2 separate regions of the Sus scrofa genome follow, and region 2 is linked to region 1. Evidence: chromatin contacts called from public Hi-C data. All regions are on one chromosome and are shown on one strand. The core of a region is the stretch at or near the end of the contact, and the rest is flanking DNA. Distances in the headings are between cores, read along the strand shown.

The links. Hi-C and Micro-C count contacts between places; a contact is called where the count stands out from the background.
Region 2: a contact with region 1 is called in a Hi-C map of omental adipose tissue, with 1.9 times the contacts expected there. The contact joins the promoter of LOC100525350 here to the enhancer-like site in region 1. A contact is called at or near these places in 1 of 5 promoter capture datasets (fetal skeletal muscle), 2 of 47 Hi-C or Micro-C datasets (alveolar macrophages and omental adipose tissue) and 2 of 2 datasets of contacts at active chromatin or transcription factors (alveolar macrophages and skeletal muscle).

The regions. Positions count from the first base shown.
Region 1 is chr8:41,733,209-41,739,738 of Sscrofa11.1, reverse strand. No RefSeq gene overlaps it. Among named protein-coding and RNA genes, the nearest start is that of KDR, 120 kb to the left of the region's middle. Within about 2 kb of position 3,803, at least 15 of the 83 cell types and tissues checked have an H3K27ac peak or open chromatin away from gene starts, as enhancers often do. A contact at or near this core is called in omental adipose tissue, where this site is marked.
Region 2 is chr8:42,019,526-42,025,698 of Sscrofa11.1, reverse strand. LOC100525350 (polyprenol reductase) reads right to left here and starts at 1,347. Exons shown (of 7, transcript XR_298920.3): 1 at 1,005-1,347.

The DNA of each region.
Region 1 (6,530 bases), core at 2,554-5,053:
CCCGCATCCAATAGTTTACCTGGTTTGGGGAGGACTGGGCTGTGAGTGACTGGCCTGGGGAAATTTTCAAGCTTCCCCAAGTGGCCTCAAACTGGCAGTGTGCTTAAAGCTGGAGGCTGCATGCTCTTCAGAGGGCAGATGGCAGGCTCATCTGGCAAGTGGGACGTTCTGACTGAAGGGAGATCCCTGGCAGGAGGGCAAGTCACACAGGGAACCTCCCTTTCCGACTTGGCCCCCCAGAGCTGACTCGGTACTTCATAGGAGCGACCTCAAGAGCATCCTGGCTGTTTTGCATTATCAGCATCTATTACAAAGCCACATGATAAATGACGGCCTGTTTCCTCACTTCTGTTTTCGAGGGCACCACGAAAGGACATCACACTCAACAGCCATGCTGGGCCAGAACTCCCCCGCCCCCTCCTTCCCTCCCCCCGTCAGGACTAAGGTTCTCCCCAGAGCGTGATTGATCACAGGAATGGAAGGACTCCAGCTGAAGTTGGGGAGAGAGGAAGGATGGGCAGTGGGATTAAAGTGGAAGGAAAAGTTAAAAGAGTGAGATTTTTTATTTTTGCAATGTGGCCCTCTGCTAACCATTATTTCAAAGCTTCCTGAATGGAAACGAATCAGGAAACAGCACTGGGACTAATAAAATCATACTGGAGAACAGCTGGGGATAGCATCGGTAATCATTAATAAACCACTATTGTGTGAGACCTTCGGTCATACATAAACTTGGCTAATATCCTTCTTCTCCCAATATCCCTAAAGTTTATCTTTTTTTGAACAATGAGAATATAATTCAGAAAGCTAAGTGACTTGCCCAGGGTCATGCACACTGGATCAAGACGGGGAAAGAAGTTAAAATTATGTTCTTGGCATTTAGTTTCTTTACTCTTAAAGCATGGAGGTGTTTAGCTTTCCTGGCTGTGCCCTTCTGTCGCCCCATCTGCCTGGGGGGATTCAGCTCATTTTCAGTCTCAGTGAACAGGGCTAACAATGTTACTTTTGACATTAAGTCAGAAGATGAATGTCCTAGAACGAATCCCCATTGCTTTTTCTGGCGATTGACCTGGTTGACCTGGCCTGAGAATTGCCTTGAGCCAAAGCACTTTAGACCTTAAAGAATGTATTTTCTTTTCTTCTCCTCTCCTTCCTTTGTGGCAGAGACTTTTGTCCACCTGGTCCTCAGTTAGGTTTTTTGTTTTGTTTTGTTTTTTAATGCACATTAATTTTAGATTCTCTTTCTGCTCATTAATTCATTCATCAACTAAATTTATAAAGCATCACTGTTTATTGAGCACCTACTCTGGGCTGGTGCCATGATAAGTTCTGGAAGGATGGTGGCTCAACCTAATTAGGGGGGTAGGAAATTTTTTCCCTGAGGAAGGATTAGCTGGACTTGAAGGATGAGTAGGCTTTAGCTAGGTGAAGACGGAACTGGAAGAGAATTCTGGGATAGCAGGTATGTACACCTGGGGCAGTGCACAGGTATTCAGTTAGCAAGGAGGACTTGGAAAGATAGAAAAGCATGAAAACTGTTAAGGAGTGATGACTTCCCCCACCCCAAACAATGGGAAACTGAAAGGGTTCTATTTTTATTTATTTATAAAATTCTTTTGCTTTTTAGGGCTGCACACGGAAGTTCCAGGCTAGGGGTCGAATCAGAGCTGCAGCTGCCAGCCTGCACCACAGCCACAGCAATGCTGGATCCAAGCAAAGTCTGTGACCTACACCATAGTTCATGGCAATGCTGTATCCTTAACCCCACTGAGCGAGGCCGGAGATGGAACCAGCATCCTCATAGTTCTTGGTCGAGGTCGTTACCGCTAAGCCACAATAGGAACTACAGAGGGTTTTAGATACACAAGCTTCTGGCTCCATAACTCCCTCTTGTCCTAGAACCCCAATGGCTATGGGAGAAAATCAAATGTTTCTTGATAAATACCTGAGTTCCCACACCCTGGCCACACCCATGCCTCTTTAACTCTGGGTGTGAATTGACACCAGGAGCTCCCGTAACAAAGAACAGCCTGCTTGGGGGAGATAGGAGGGGCTGTCCTGAGAGATTCAGATCTCCCCTCGCAGAGATCTCATTTCAGAGTGGCCATGAACGGAGAAAGGTTAAGAGAACTCCAGTGACCAAGGCGTTCCAAAGAAGGGGATCAGGGGACAAGCACAGCTGGGAAGGAACAATCCTAAGATTTTGTGATCCCAGGCCAAATTCCACGAGTGCCTCAGAAGGCACCTGGCCACACTCATAACTGCATGCGGAATTAAAACACAACGACCTTCCTTGTCTCCTGCTGACTTGTTTTGGGTGTGCCCTTGAGATTCCAGTCCCGATTCTCCACTCAGGGAGTGGAATCTTGGAACATGCTCCTTTTTTTTAACCTTCAGCCTCGCCTTTTTGCCTATGCACACCCCAATTCCAAAAAACTGCCCTTCTTGAAACCGTTTTCATCATTACTCCTGCTGCTTCAAAGCTTTTCCCTCTGCTGCCCACAGAGAGGAGCTGTCATGTCTGGGGCCTCCTGGCAGAGGAAGAGAGGGAAGCTGAGTCATTGTTCATTAAGCATCATGATCCTGCCTCAGGACCTTTGCACATTGGCCTGGACACTTTATTGAGATACTTGCCTCACCTTGAGTCTTAGCTTATTTTTTATTATATTTATTTATTTATTTATTTATTTATTTAGAGCTTCCCCTGTAGCATATGGAAGTTCCCAGGCTAGGGGTTGAATAGAAGCTGCAACTCCTGGCCTACACCACAGCCGCAGCAACGCCAGACCCGAGATGCATCTGTGACCCACATCACACTCACGGAAACACTGGATTCTTGACCCACTCAGCAAGGCCAGGGATCAAATCAGCATCCTCATGGACACTAGTTGGGTTCATTACCGCTGAGCCACAATGGGAACTCTGCTTATTTATTACCTTCTTACTAAGGTCCTCTTTATGGTATTTAATACCACGCATTTTCCCATCTTCCTTACGCTACTTTCTTTTCCTTGTTTCCATATACCTATCTAGAACACACCACGTCATTTTCTTATTTCCTATGCTTATTGCTTATTGTCTGTTTTATCCAACTGGAATCCAAGGTCACTGAGGGCATGGGTGTGTCCCAAGTTCACAGAGCATGCCTGCATGTGGTAGGTGCCCACTGAGTGTCCCCTGGTGGATGAATGCTCTCCAGCAGGATGATGCATTATTGTCTCCATTACTGCTGTTGTGCTACATGGCCAGTGGACCCTGATGTCATCACAGTGGCACATGGTATTAGGCATGGGTAACATCTCTGCTCCAGGATCCTCTGAGATAGTCTCAATGTTCAGTCAAGTCTCCTTAGACACAGAGGAGTGAAACAAAAGATAAGTAATTGATCTCTGATAGTCACTTCATATCAAGGAGAAAATGTTTGATGCCCCATGGGCACATGTATTAACAAATGCTTTGAAAATGGGAGTGGTGGGGAGTTCCTGTTGTGGCTCAGCGGAATGAACCCAACTAGTATCCATGTTGACGCAGGTTCAATGCCTGCCCCACTCAGTGGGCTAAGGATCCAGTGTTGCTGTGAGCTGTGGTGTAGGTCGCAGATGTGTCTTGGATCCCACGTTGCTATGGCTGTGGTGTAGGCTGGCAGCTGCAGCCCTGATTCAACCCTAGTCTGGGAACTTCCACATGCTGCGAGTGCGGTCCTAGAAAATAAAAAGAAAAGAAAATGGGAGTGATGAGAGTGGAGGAGAGGCGAATTACAAAGCCCTGAGAACTGTTCCTTGCCCCGGACTCTCATGAAGTCAGGAGGTGGCAGGCCAGCAAACACTGACCACACTCCAATCAACAAGGTCAGCGAAGAATTTACATGCAGGAAGTCATCTATTTTTAATATTGCAATTGCTTTCCTGTTTTCCTTTATTCGGTATGTTACCACAGGAGCCCCATTCCAAGAGTTTTGTTTGAATGCTTTCCTCTCCTATTTTTCTTTTTTAAATTTGGATGCAGCCTGGTATTTTCAGAGAGCCAACGTTCTCCTATTATTTAAAGAAAACCAGGAGGCCGGGTCAACTGTCAGGCTGAACAATGCCGGGCTGATGCAAAGTGTGAGGGTCACAAAGGTGGAGATGCTAAATGGTTGGGCTGAAAGGGAGCTCTCTTCTGGGGACTGGTACAAAAGGGTGTGCCTGGAGCAGAGGAGGGCTGGAGGTATGCTGGGTGAGCCAGCCCAGCGAGGCAGGAGGTTTCTTGCCAAACTGGCAGGACTTGAAGTGAGTCCCTAGCAATCCACCCCCATCTCAGTCCTACCTCACCACACCCCCGTGGAGCGAAAGTGAGACATTCCTTTCATACCCAAAGCTGTCCAAGCCCCTCCTGGATGTATTTATCCAGCCAATTATCTGTTATTCAGCTGAGGTTGTGTAGACTTTGTCTTTTCCGAGATTGCAAAGTTTCCCAACTGTTTGATTAGAACGCTGTGCAATCAACCCTGTTTACTTTATCCTTTCATTAGCCCTTTGCAGTGCCATGATTGGCAAAGCCTGGATGGGAACAGAAGCAAAAGGTGTCAAGAGATTTTTTCCCCAAACACAGATTCTGTATTGTAACACAATGCTTTTTGAGCTACATCCTGGCTAAGGCTGTTTGCCGGGTTGCAAATCCTCAAGACTGTCTTCCCTTCTGTGTGGCTGAACTTGAGTTGCTGAACTGTGGGTTGTTCCTTGAGTTTTCTCCCTGGTCTCCCATCAGTCTCCCTGGCCCTGGTTCTGGGGCATTTCAGCTCCTTGGCAGCAGTCGCAAGGAGGGCACTTCCCTTGCTGAGCATCGGCCCTGGACTTCCTGCCTTGACCTTGCAGGTGTTTCCGTAATTTCTCCTGGAAATCTGGATGGTCCCGTGCGCCTGCAAGTCCTAGATTTTTGCCCCCCACCTCTTTCTACGCTTTGTTTGATGTCTCTGAGTCATAGTCACATATCCAGTTTAGGTTGCTTTTTTGCTGGTAACTGGTTCTACTTATTTTTCTGGTGACTTCAGCAAACTCATAAGGGAAATGCTTTTGTAGATCAGAAAAACTTGAAGTGCACTCCCCTTTCACAAAGATCAAGGTCAACACTGCAACTGAGACAGAAACCACCCCCAATTTTTCATATTATAAATGATTTTAAACATTAACCCATGAAGCCAAGTGGAGTTGTGCAGTGAGCAAGGCTAACCCCATATTAAAAAAGGGAACTTGTCAAGGTTAAATTGTTGATCAAAGCAGAAGCCCAGCAAAGAACTCTCACCACCAGTACCATCTCCAGAACTGGAGCGAAGTTTGAGGAAAATAGAGCATTCTGCCTTATGAGATTCAAGGAGCTATCCCTTTGTTTAAACCCTTGTCATTGTTGTCTAAGGCATCCCTGTGCTTTGAAAGAAAAATTGCATTATTTGAGTCAGAATTGGCTTATTAGTATCCCATACCTTGTTCAACAAACAATACAGGAAATACATATAATATAACATAGGCTTAAAATTGAATAACAGGGCCAGAGAAATACAAATTAGAACAAGAATGGAGATGAGGGAACCAAAAAGATCTTACAAAGCAATAAAAATTGAGCAGTAAATTTGCCTCAGAGCTGCCTGATGACCAAAGCAAAGAAAGAAACAGGGTTATTTACACAGATGTTATTATCCACGGGGGGGGGGGGAATCCATTTCTTCCATTTCTTCAAGAAGCAGAGCATTTTGGAGTTCCCATTGTGGCTCAGGGGTAACGAAGCTGCCTAGTATCCATGAGGACACAGGTTTGATCCCCGGCCTCACTCAGTGGGTTAAGGATCTGGCATTGCTGTGAGCTGTGGTGCAGGTCGAAGATGTGGCTCAGATCCCAAGTTGCTGTGGCTGTGGTGTAGCCTGGCAGCTGTAGCTCCGTTTCAGCCCCCTAGCCCCATATGCCACAGGGGCGGCCCTAAAAAGCAATGCATTTTGCTTTTATTTTTGAAGGAATTGTCTCCTGGAAGGCCTCAGCAAATCAAGTAACATTTTCATAAGGCCATCTATTTCAGGATATGTCCATGAGGTGAAACCTTGGGTAGGCTGCAGAATCTCTCTGAATCGCAGTTTTTCATATCCATCCATTTTAGGGGGATCCATCACCCATGCCTGGGCAGAACTGTTGATTCATTTCAATAAATGTGTCTAAAGACTTCATGTGTGAAGCACTGTGCTAGGTGTTCTTGGAATATAAGATTAAAAAATATATATATATATGGACTTCGTCCCCTGGATCCATGGCCCAGTGAGAGGGATATATAAATACAAAAATAATTCTCACACAAGGTAACTTGTTATCCTAGCTATGACAGCATACCATAGACGGGGTGGCTTAAACAACAGATATTTATTTTTCAGAGTTCTGGAGGCTGAGAAGTCCAAGATCAAGGCACCCAGGGACCCAGTATCTGGTGAGAGCCTCCTTTTCTGTTTGCAGTTGGCTGTCTTCTTGTACCATCACCTGGTGGAGAGCAGAGGTGGAGCAAACTGTCCTGTC
Region 2 (6,173 bases), core at 98-2,597, 290 kb before region 1:
TTCTCCCCTCTCAGTGTTAATACCTGATGAATCTTTCTCCAAAATGGGAAGCCACGGTTTGGAAGCCAAGTTTACTTAGGCCCTATCCTGTCTGTGAATATGGGGCACTGCCTACAGAGAGGTTAAGCAGTAAGTGACCAAGGTGTTTATACATCATAAACCCTGTCATATTTCTCCATATTCTTTCCTAAATGCCAACTTAGGACGTACCTCCAAGTAAAGTCATGGCTTTTGTTCCTACCATCTAGAAGTGGGTGGCTCACTGTTCTGGCTATATTCTGAATTTAAAGTAAAAACAGAGAAACAAAAATATCGCCAAACAGGCCTTACAATTTCTGAAAGAATTCTATTTAAGCCCTAACGGTGTAACTTCCCATTAAATTCAGTTATGAAATTTGCTGAAAGTCAAATGGCGCTTGGGGGGACCTGCTTTGCCTAAAACGTGCCATCTCGGGCAATTTTCTCCAGGGGCACCTGCCAAAGTGCGGGTTTGAGAGTCAGTGGCGTCAGCCGGTAACCAGCTTCTCAGACTTAGTCCTGACTGCGAGGATTGATGAGACACATAGGGCACAGAGAGGAGCGAAGGGGGGGCTTGCCTTCATTTCTAGTGAGTTCCGCAGACCTCAAGACAGATGATGAGCCCCTAAAGTGCAGGAGAAGGGAAGGAGGAGAATCTGGGGGCAAAAGAGACTTGAACTTGTGACCAGGCCTAAATTTGGAAGTCTTTCCCCAAAGGAAAGACTACGTGCAACCACCAATTCACCTTCCTGCGCCCTCGAGGATGCGCGCGGCTCAGCATCACCGGTGACGGCGGAACCGCGGCGCATTTCGCCCCCAGGGCCACGCAGCAGAAGCGGGCTGCGCAGGCGGGCGGCCTGTCTGGGAACTCCTCTGGGCCTCCCCGGCCGGGTCCGCTTCGGCTCACGCCCGCCTCTGCTGCCCCCTGCTGGCTGTCTGAGCCCGGCACGCTTTAGCCACCGAGACTCGCGCCCGAGCACGGTTACCTCTTGGGGACATCAAAGGCCCGGCAGATAGCAGGGCGCGGCGGTCCCCCATGCTTCGTTTTTCCATGGCGGATGAGGTCCTGGAAGAGCGCGCAGCCCGGAAGCAGGCGGGGCGGCATGAGCTGCAGCAGGAGGGTCAACAGGAAGGCGGCGGCCAGCGTGAGCCATACGGCGCGCAGCGGGTTCAGTACCAAGAGCTCGGCCTCCAACCGGGGGACCATGGCCGGCACACCCAGCGTCCACGCTCCGGAGGTCGGCAGCGAGGGGCAGCAGAGACGCCAGCACACGCAAACCGCACCCGGGGCTAGCCGGGCGGGACGTCGGTGACGCAGCGCGGGGCGGAGACGTGATAGGCCCCGCCCCTGGGGGAGGCCACGCCCCCTGGGAGGAGACGACGCGCCACCGCGCGGGCTCCAAGGTCTGGGTCCCGCTGATGCTAGCAGGTTGTCCTTTGTCGCTGGTTTGAGTTGGGGTGCCTAGATGGGACCCCAGAATGTGATTGAACAGTATGATTCAAAGAGGCAGAACGGATAAGACGGTGCCTGAGAGTTTTTATTGCAGCATTATTTTCAATGGAAAAGTGGAAACAATGCAGAATGTTCCACTTTAAGGTATTTAGCTAAATTATGGTACAGTAACACATTGGAATGTCATACAGTAATTGACATGGTAATTATGAAAACTAAAAACGCAGTGAACTCTTTACTATAACTGAACCTGTGGACTAAGGGAAAAAAAGCCAATTATAAAATATATAGCTATGATTGCAATTATGTAATGTGAATGTACGGATGAAGACGGTAGATCATACACAAAAATGAATATTATATTAGATAAATGTGTATGATTTGAATACGCAAACTAGAAAATCATGAAGACACTTGCAAATACAAAAATGAAAGTGATAAAAATTGGTCCTTTTCCTGCTGCAGTTCCACTCCACATAGGCAAAGCTTTTAACTTCATCAGCAATTTCTTTTGATATTTACCTCTCTGCAGTAACAGTGTGATTTTTCTTGACTCATCAGTTTTAAACAACATTGATTTTTGGTTAGGACACATGAAAATTTAACCCTTTTAATACTTTTAAAAGCCTTTAAAATGACAATTCCAAAAAATATTATCATATACCTATTATATGACGGGTATCATTTTGGACAATGAGAACAGAGAGGCTTATGGGACAATGTCCTTGACTTTTTGAAGCTTACATTCCTGAGATTGGGTGGCATGTGAGGGGAGCACCAGCCCTTATCCCAGTGAGGTACCCTGTGTGTGTTGTAAATCAGCGTCAGGGAACTGGGTGGAAGGTTAATGTGGCTTGAACAGTCTTTTGCATTGTTAAATGTGCCAGCTTCTTAGAGTTTTGCTTCCTTGTGCAAGGAAACCTCAGGCTGTACCAGTGACTTAAGAGCCATGTGATAAAGGATGGTCACATTGGCCTTCCAGCTGGGACAATGAGATCTCTTTCTATGACCCAGGGTTTTTGCAGGGTCACCTCTTCATTGCCCCTTCACTGTTTTTAGGGTAAGCCCATAGAATCTCAGCTGGCCCTTCTAGGACATCTTTCCAGAAAAGCTACTTGAAGTGCCTTGCAGGGACCAGATTTCCTGGGAGGTTCTGTTGTACTTTCCTGACCTGGGGCAGGATTGCAAAACAAGGTGTGTGTGTGTGTGTGTGTGTGTGTGTAGTGGAAACAGGAAAGACTGAGGATGGAGGAATAAATTAACCTCTATTTTGGGGGTTGGATTTTTATCAGCACGCACAGCTCATATTCAGACAAGCTTCCTGTAGAGGGCAGTAACTGAATAGGAAATCCCAAGTTAGGCCCAATTAGGAGCATTTGTAAATGTTTTAAATTTTTACTAGAGTGTGAGTTATTTTTGGTAAATCAGGCTCAAGCCTGTTAGATCATTGCCAATAAATATCATTTGGTTTCTGTCTTTTCTTCATTTAATTACCAGAACTGTACAATCAACAAACCTCTGGCTTGGCCTGCAGTGTCATTTTTCCAAATGTTCAGGCCCAAATCCTGAACTCAACCTTTTTTTTTTTTTTTAATTTTTAAAATTTTTATAATGATTTTTATTTTTTCTATTATAGCTGATTTGCAGTGTCCTGTCACTTTTTCGCTGCATAGGAAGGTGACCCAGTCACACATACATGTATACATTCTTTTCTCTCATATTATCACGCTCCATCACAAGTGACCAGACATAGTTCCCAGTGTTATACAGCAGGATCCCATTGCTTATCCATTCCAAGAGCTATAGTTTGCATCTATTAACCCCAAATTCCCAGTCCCTCCCACTCCTTCCCTCTTCTTGGCAACCACAAGTCTGTTCTCCATGTCCATGATTTTCTTTTCTGTGGAAAGGCTGAACTCAACCTTGATTCCTCTCTTGCTCTCACAGCCTAAATGCAATTTGTCAGCAAATCCTCTTGGCTCTGCCTTCAAAATAGAAAACCAAAATTCAGTCACCTTTGGAGTCACTGCTTTCCTGAAGTCCCTAGCCAGCTCAGTAAATAAGAAAAAGAAAGAAAAGTCCTAAGGACTGAAAGTAAGAAACAAATTATAATTATTTGAAGATAATGTGAAACTCCAATAGATTTTACAGATAAGATATTAGAACTAATAGAGTTTGATAAAGTTGCCAGGTACAAAAATTAGTTTCTAGATGTTGATCCTTTCTGTTTCCCAGAAATGAACAGAAAATAAATGTTTTAAAGATAACCATTTTCGGAGTTCCCATTGTGGCTCAGTAGTAATGAGCCCGAGTAGTATACATGAGGTTGCGGTTTTGATTTCTGGCCTCGCTCAGTGGATTAAGGATCCAGCGTTGCCCTGAGCTGTGGTGTAGGTCACAGACATGGCTCTGATCTGATGTTGCTGTGGCTGTGGTGTAGGCTGGCATCTGCAGCTCCAATTCAGCCCCTAGCTGGGAACTTCCATTTGCTGTGGGTGCAGCCCTAAAGAGCAATAAATAAGTAAATAAAATTAAATGTAAAATTTAAAAAATAAAAAATAGGAGTTCCCTTTGTGGCTCAGCAGTTAATGAACCTGACTAGGAACCATGAAGATGTGAGTTTGATCCCTGGCCTCCCTCAGTAGGTTAAGGATCTGGCCTTGCCATGAGCTATGGTGTGGGTCACAGAAGCAGCTTAGATCCCACGTTACTGTGGCTGTGGTGTAGGGCAGCCGCTGTAGCTCCGATTTGACCCCTAGCCTGGGAACTTACATATGCCGCTGAAAAAGCAAAACAATAAAAATAAGAAAGATACCATTTTCAATGACATAAACTGTTATGTATCTGGAAGTAAACCTAGTAAAATGTATGTAGGTCTTCAAAGAAAATAAAATGTTACTGACAGAGAAAATCCATTTAAAAGGAGAGCTATACTAAGCTCACAAATTGGAAGACTCAGTATAGTTAAAATGACAATTCTCCCCAAGCTGATTTATGGAATAATGTAATCCCAATCAAACCCCAGCTTTTTGTGGAATTTAAGAAGCTGATTCTAAAATCTGTAAGGAAGTAGGAAAGGCTAAAGATGGTCAAGGCACTCTTGAAGATTAAGAAGTCGACTTGCTTCATGAGCTCTCAAGACTAAGACAGAGATCTAGTAATTATGTCAGTATAGTGTGGAAGCAAAGGATAGACAAGAAGACAGTGGAGCATAACAGAGTGTCCAGAAACAACCTCCTCCCGCTTCCCACACTCCCTTTGTATTTTTCCATAACCCTTGCCACCACATGCCATGCCGTATGCATTCATTTCTTAATTTAGGAAACACATTTTTACCTCCCAGTACATAGGAGGTACTCAGTAAATATCTGTGGAATGACCAAACAAATGCATGAATGAATGAACAAATTTCCTGAGCCTCCACAATGCATAAGGTCTTATAATAATAAGCTGTGGGACGGTCCACAGGGCCAAGATCATAGGCTTCTTGAAGAGCATATCAGAGTAAAAAGCCCAGGGGTTTGGGAGGCAAACACACCAGGGTTAGGCTCCATTATTTACAATCTGCTGTGTACATTACAGTCCCCTCCGAAATAGAAGCTGTATCATGTGGCTGATGCGCGGGTTGAATGAGGTTATGTATGGAAAGCTTTGTGCACAGAATAGGTCCTGGATAAGCATTACCATCTCTCTGCATTCTTCTCGACTATACAGTGGGCAAGATATATTCTTCCTTGAGACAATCTGGTAAGATTCATCTAAATAAAAGTACCTCATGCACCACCTGTCACACAGGTGTTCAAAAATGTGAATTTCATGTACATTTGAAAAAAAAAAATAACCGCAGTGAAGACTCGAACAAGGGTGAAACGGGTAGAGGGGTCGTTTCTAACTGGTGTGGTCAGTGGTCTTCTTGAAGGGTGGTGAGAGTTCCTAATAGATGAAGAGCGAGGGGAAGAGAGAGACCCTTGTAGACTAAGGAAATGGCACCAGCAAGGTCCTGTTTTGGTGGTGGCGGTGCATCAGATTCCACGTGGAAAGAAGTCATATTTGATCACTTTTTGCAAGCAGATGGAATGTCTGATTTGATGCCACTGCTTCTTTATCTGTATGATTTGGCTTCCTCTGCTGAATAGAAGACCTGGGTGCACAGCATACTGTGTCTGCTCTATCTAGGCAATGGACAGTGACGGAATTTTGTGCAAAGGAGTAACATGATTAAACCTTTCAACTCATTCTGACAGTAGGATAGAGAATGGATGGAACAGTGTGGAGGGAAGGGTGGGTGAGAGAAAAACAGGAGAGCAGGTGGAAGTTTTGTTGTGACTTAAAGGAAAATTGTGGCAGTAGGGAGTGAGAGGTGAATGCTTCTGAGACATATATGCTTTGCTACTTTTCCTTCCCAGTCTGAATTGATGCTATATTGTTGCTTTTTTTTTTTTCTGCTGCTAACCCCATTTCTCATTCCTGTTCTTCTCTTGCAGTAGCCCTGCAAATCCCCAACCCTGTGTGGACCCAACCACCCACTTTCTATCAGAGCTACTGAGCAGGATGGGCTCATTGCAGGATTTTGACCTGAACTCATGGGATGACCCAAGCCACATGACAGTCCTTTCATTTGCTTTCTGTCAATTCCAAGCCCATCATCCTGCTGTGGGTCTTCACAACCTTGTCCATTCAAATCACCTGGCACTTTGCCCTT